Regions from separate parts of the Mus musculus genome. Here region 1 is linked to region 2. A link is a contact called in public Hi-C data. All regions are on one chromosome and are shown on one strand. The core of a region is the stretch at or near the end of the contact, and the rest is flanking DNA. Distances in the headings are between cores, read along the strand shown. Region 1 overlaps Nfia (nuclear factor I/A). Region 2 overlaps Nfia (nuclear factor I/A).

The links. Hi-C and Micro-C count contacts between places; a contact is called where the count stands out from the background.
Region 1: a Hi-C map of cerebellum shows a contact between it and region 2, with 3 times the contacts expected there. The contact joins two enhancer-like sites. A contact is called at or near these places in 13 of 484 Hi-C or Micro-C datasets (the HL-1 cell line, beige adipocytes, cardiomyocytes and 10 more), 15 of 115 datasets of contacts at active chromatin or transcription factors (cardiomyocytes, craniofacial prominence, differentiating embryonic stem cells and 12 more) and 3 of 9 other capture datasets (adipose tissue, embryonic stem cells and liver).

The regions. Positions count from the first base shown.
Region 1 is chr4:98,107,796-98,110,495 of GRCm38.p6, forward strand. All of the region lies in intron 10 of Nfia (nuclear factor I/A), which reads left to right. Among named protein-coding and RNA genes, the nearest start is that of Gm34784, 17 kb to the right of the region's middle. Within about 2 kb of position 1,421, at least 126 of the 459 cell types and tissues checked have an H3K27ac peak or open chromatin away from gene starts, as enhancers often do. A contact at or near this core is called in cerebellum, where this site is marked.
Region 2 is chr4:97,793,717-97,796,416 of GRCm38.p6, forward strand. The region is part of intron 2 of Nfia (nuclear factor I/A); the gene reads left to right. Among named protein-coding and RNA genes, the nearest start is that of Nfia, 17 kb to the left of the region's middle. Within about 2 kb of position 1,330, at least 43 of the 459 cell types and tissues checked have an H3K27ac peak or open chromatin away from gene starts, as enhancers often do. A contact at or near this core is called in cerebellum, where this site is marked.

The DNA of each region.
Region 1 (2,700 bases), core at 171-2,670, 310 kb after region 2:
GACCTCATTCAAAAAAACAGAAAGAAAGAAAGAAAGAAAGAAAGAGAGAAAGAAAGAGAGAGAGAGAGAGAGAGAAGTTCGTGTGTGGTTCCCCCTAACTGACTTCCCATTCTGGAAGCCCTTGGTCAAGTAGCTGGGTTAATTGTCATGAAGATTAGTGAGATGTTGAAATAAGTACTAATGGTCAAATTACAGGAGTGAAAAGTGGGAGAATAGGTTTTGGTTTGGACCTGAAAGGGTTAATTAAGGTTTTTTCACGGGTTATTAAAGACCCCCAACCCCTGCCTTAGGAGTCATATTGACAGCCCACCACAGGGCAGCTCAGCTCCTCTATTGACATGTTGCTGGTAGGAGCACAATAGCCCCAGTATCTGCAAATCATTGCTAAAATCATCTCAAGGAAAAAAAAGTTCCCAAGCTTTAACATTAGACAAAAGCCCGGGAGTTGCAGTGTGCAGCTCAAAAACCCAGAGTCAGCAACTTCTATTGATTAAAAACTAACCTTTAAAGTAACTCTGAGAGCGTGTGGTTAGCATTTAAATTTAAACATGTCGTGAGTTGATTTGTGTTACTGAATACCAACTCAGAAGGAGTAACATTCACAGTGCGGTTTTTTTTTCTTTCTTTCTTTCTTTTTTTTTTTTTTTTCTAACTCCCTTAAGCAGCTAAAGTATTTCATGAAATGTCAAAAGGGCAGAAAGAAAAAGGGGAGGGGCCAATGCGGGGCCTCATCGTTTTCTTTCCCAGGCAAATATTCACCCCCCAAAAGAAAAGTGTGGAGAGCGAAACACAATAATTAGTCCTTTGTCTAACTTTCTCAAATGCCAAAGAAAGACAGATTAATTAAATATACAACAGTGTTGGTTTTTGGAGCGGGGGTCTAGCTTGCTGGGTAGGTCATAAATTAGGCAGAATAAATACTTCAGTGTGTTTGCAGTGGGCCTGCTACGTCAGAGCCACTGGAAGGTTGGTGGGAGGAGAGTGGCGGGTTTCTTGCTAATGATAGTCACGTCTGGGTCTGTCTGGTTGCTAAGAGCAACCAGACATGATGTAACACCAGGATGAACTTGAACTTGGGGGACTTGAAAAGAGAACAATAGCCCAGAGCAATCAATAAAGCCTATTTCAGTGAAGGGTTACAGAGCTGCTCTGGGGTAACCTTGTGGGCGAGGCACACACTGAATAGTAAGATGTGTGAAGAAACTTTTTTTTTCTTTGCTTTGCTTTGCTTTGCTTTGCTTTGCTTTGCTTTGCTTTGCTTTGCTTTGCTTTGCTTTGCTTTGCTTTGCTTTGCTTTGCTTTGCTTTGCTTTGCTTTGCTTTGCTTTGCTTTGCTTTTTAGCAGAAGTATGTACAGGGCACTGCTGATTTTTGTAATGTCCTGAATGCAGAAACTACGGGACGGAAAACTGCTCCCCCTGGTGACTCGCCAGGTCCCAGGCCTTTGCTTCAGGACTGCCACACTGAAGAAGTCCAGAATTTCACAACTGCCTTAGAAAGCATGCAAACAGATTGGGAACAGCACTTACCACTCAGTTTGAGACTGTTCTGTATAAGAGCAGATATGGAAAGTGGATCTGCGTCAGAGATCAGGAGAAACTTAACGCAGACACGGTTTGCGGTCTGCTTCCCTCCCCTTTCCTTCTTACTGATCTTTCTTTTGTCCACTTAGATTTAGGCCATGCATACTTGCCAGGGTGATTTCTTTTCCAGATATAAGCAGCTTTATTGGGTTCTCCGAAGCGCATGGTCAGAGAGTAAAAGTCTACAGGATGAGTAGTTTTGTGGTTTGAGCTAGGAGTTTTTGTTTTGTTTTGTTTTGTTATAAGCGCCTTTGGAAATCAAAGGTACCTTGTGTGACCAGGAAATTTTACACCATGCCTCCATGGAGCTATCACTTAGCTATTTATCCCTGGGATCAAAGGAGTCCCGACTTTCCCCTAATTGAATCTCCCCGACAAGAGTGAGCTTTAGCCCTCACCTCCGGAATCAGTTCCGACTGACTCAAACCCTGGTGATGTTTTCAATGCAGAACTCACAGCCTCGAAGCTGGTAGGTTTTCTGATGAAAATACTGAATTCTTCAGAATACTTAGAAGAAAGTTGGCAAAAAAAAAAAAAAAAAGTCATACAATTTTTAGCCTCACTTGAGTTTTGAGATTGGTCTATAGTTGCTCATTTTGTTAAGCGAACTCTCTGTGTTGACAAAGAATGTTTCTGAAAGGGACATAAGACTGGCTCCACAGCTGGCAGAAAGCTCCAAGGGCACATTGAGTAGACAGAAACATGAACGAGAACTACAGTGGTTTCATTTCCCCATGAACACAATGGTGCTTCATAAGGTGCCATCTTATTTTATTATGTATCTTTTCTAAGAAAAGAATTTTAAATATATGCCATTGAAAGGATTTGCACCTGGCCGGGCAGTGGTGGCGAATGCCTTTAATCCCAGCACTTGGGAGGCAGAGGCAGGTGGATTTCTGAGTTCAAGGCCAGCCTTGTCTATGAAGTGAGTTCCAGGACAGCCAGGTCTATACAGAGAAACCCTGTCTCGGAAAGAAAAAAAGAGAGAAAGAGAGAAAGAGAGAAAGAGAGAGAGAGAGAGAGAGAGAGAGAAAGAGAAAGAAAGAGGAGGGGAGGGGAGGAGAGGGGAGGGGAGGGGAGAGGAGGGGAGAGGAGGGGAGAAGAGGGGAGAGGAGGGG
Region 2 (2,700 bases), core at 80-2,579:
CAAGTTCAGAATACATATTATGTGTAAGGTTATATATAATATATATACACACATATGTTTTTTGTGAGAAATTTTTTTGGCTGAAATGTTACAGTGAAAGACATAATTGTTCTAAAGATGTGTGTCTCACAGAAAAGACGAAAACCACCCAAAGTGGATAAATGGCATGCTTTGTCCTTATGCCACCTACATTTTTAAACTACTGTGACTGATTTCTCTAGAAAGGTCAGAGGTTTCAAACAAAAGCTTTGTGATTCTTCAAAGGGAGACATTTTGAGTTTTTCTCTGTGGAGACTGGCTGTGCCTAGCTTTGGCTTCATTTCCAGTTGTGCTTGGGAGGTGACTGGGTACAGAGTGACAAGGGAGTACCGCAGGTCCTTAGCCAGCTGACTTGTGGGGCAGGCAGAGGGTAGAGGGCCGGATGACTCCACCTGGGCGCTCTTACGCGGTCCCTTAGTTTACAGGCGAGCTCACAGGCTTTCTCTTGTTTTGCTGTAGAGCCTTCCTTTACAGACTCAAAACACGGGACAGCCAGAGAGGTTTGTGTATTTGGGTACCATGGCGTGGTGAAGTTTCAGCCATCGTGGATACGGGTTTCTTTGATTTTTACATGAACTTGTTTGTCTTTACTTTGTTTCGTTTCTGACTTCCAGTCTGGGTGAGTTGTTCTTGTTGTGTGTTTGTTGGAGGATAGATGTGCTCAGGAGACTGTGACTGCCCTTGTCAGGCAACAGGGACAGAACACACTCAAGTCTGATGATTAGGAAAGAAGAGAGCCGGCATTTAAGCCAAGTCTCTCAGATCCCATGCTTGTGTTCCTTAGATGCGGTATCTACCTAGTATTTTCATATGTATTATCTTACTGGCGCTCCACTTAACCTTAACATCTGAGTTGAAGAGTTCTTATAAGTGCCTGTATATAGTAGGAAGCAGGTTGAGGAACTAGGCCCCGGTATGATGGTTAGTCGATTGCTCTTCTGGATCTTCTTTTTATCTCAGAGATATCGACAACACATCAAGTTCTAAGCTCTGCTTCTGAATTTATCGTAGTACAAACAAACAAACAAACAAACAAAAACAAGAAATGTTCTCCAGGACTCTCAAGATAATCTTGAAATCCATTGTTTATTTAAAAGCTTAAAAATGTAGTAAGAAACCACCCAGAATGTTGTCTGTGTTTGTATTAATTTTGTTTTCTTACCTTGAAGAAAGTTCGGAGGCCTGGGCCTTTATTTCATAGGCAGAAAACCGAAGCTCTTGCTTCCCAGAAGCTGTGTGATGGAAGATTCTGTATGAGTCACACAGCAGCTGCATCCCAGGGATGCTCTGGCTGATACTGGCTAGTGAGGTCAGTTTGGCTGCCTCTCTTGACAGATTTTACCATGGCGCTGGCCATTGAGTCATCAAACATCAGTTCTTACGGTCTCTGCATGGTACTAGGTTCCCAAGATAGAAGAACATACCATGCAACAACTTTCTTAGGTATAATTTCTTCAGATATTAAGATTTCAAATATTTTGATAATTTTACACTAGGGTCTTCCTAATTAATAGACTGTGTGGAGTCTTTAAACATTTGTAGAACCAGTTGTTTTAATTTTTAAAAAAAAATTGTGTGTACATGTCTATGTTTGCATGATGGGGATGTAGGGGGAGGGTGCATGCTATGGTATGTTTGTGTATATACCTGTGTGTGTGTATGTGTGTGTGTGTATATGTGCATGTGTGTGTGTGGAGAGAGAGAGCGCGCGAGAAGGAGAGAGAAAGGGAGGGAGAGGGAGAGAGAGAAGTAGAGAGAGGGGAAGAGAAAGAGAGAGAGGGAGAGAGAGAAGGAGAGATAGAGGGGGAAGAGAGAGAGAGGGAGGGAGAGAGAGGGAGAGAGAGAAAAAAACTTTGTGGAATCACTTTGCTCTTTCCACCTTTATGTGGGTTCCAGGCGAGGAGCTCCGCTCCCCTGGTTTGCCTGCTTAGCACCATTAGGAACGGAGCTGTCTCACTGGCCCCTGTGTTGTTTTTTTTTTAAAAATAAAATAAATGCTGCACATTGAGATTTGTAACATTTGACTGTATTTCTATTATGTGTTCAAGAATCTTTTGTGTCAGAAATGTCTGTGTAAATGTTCCGAAAGAGGGCCCAAGCTTTCTGTTTCTTAGAAGCTGACCGCTATGATGTTTTCTCTAGAGCAAGCCACTGAACAGTGAGACATAGACAGACAGACAGACTTCCTCCCCCCCCCTCTCTGACATCTTCCTTGTAATGATGAAGTGTGAAACAAATAGAGTTACAGAAAAACAAAACACCGGGAGAACTAGAGTGGAAAACAGAAAGGAAGGGAAGCCTTGGAGAGCAAGCTGTGGGGAATTCATTTGGCAGTTGGTGGAGGTCCCTAACACACAGCCAGATTTCAGTGGTGCCGCTTCCTACAATCCGAATTCTGCTCCCTCTCTGAAAGTCAGCAATGGCAGGACTTGCACACTGATGAGGGTCTGAGGTTGCCAGGGGTCTGGATCTGCTTTGCCTTTCCTTTCCGATAAAAGATGGCAGGTGCAGGTTGCATTGCGTTTGCATAGAGAGCACCCAGGGCTGCTGTGACCAGTGTGGTAATGGGGTGGCTGGAGGGTCTATAGGAGCATGTGTAGACAGTGGTCAGAAATAGGAGAAAGGTTCCAGGTCTCATATATGAGGTAACAAAAGAAGAGC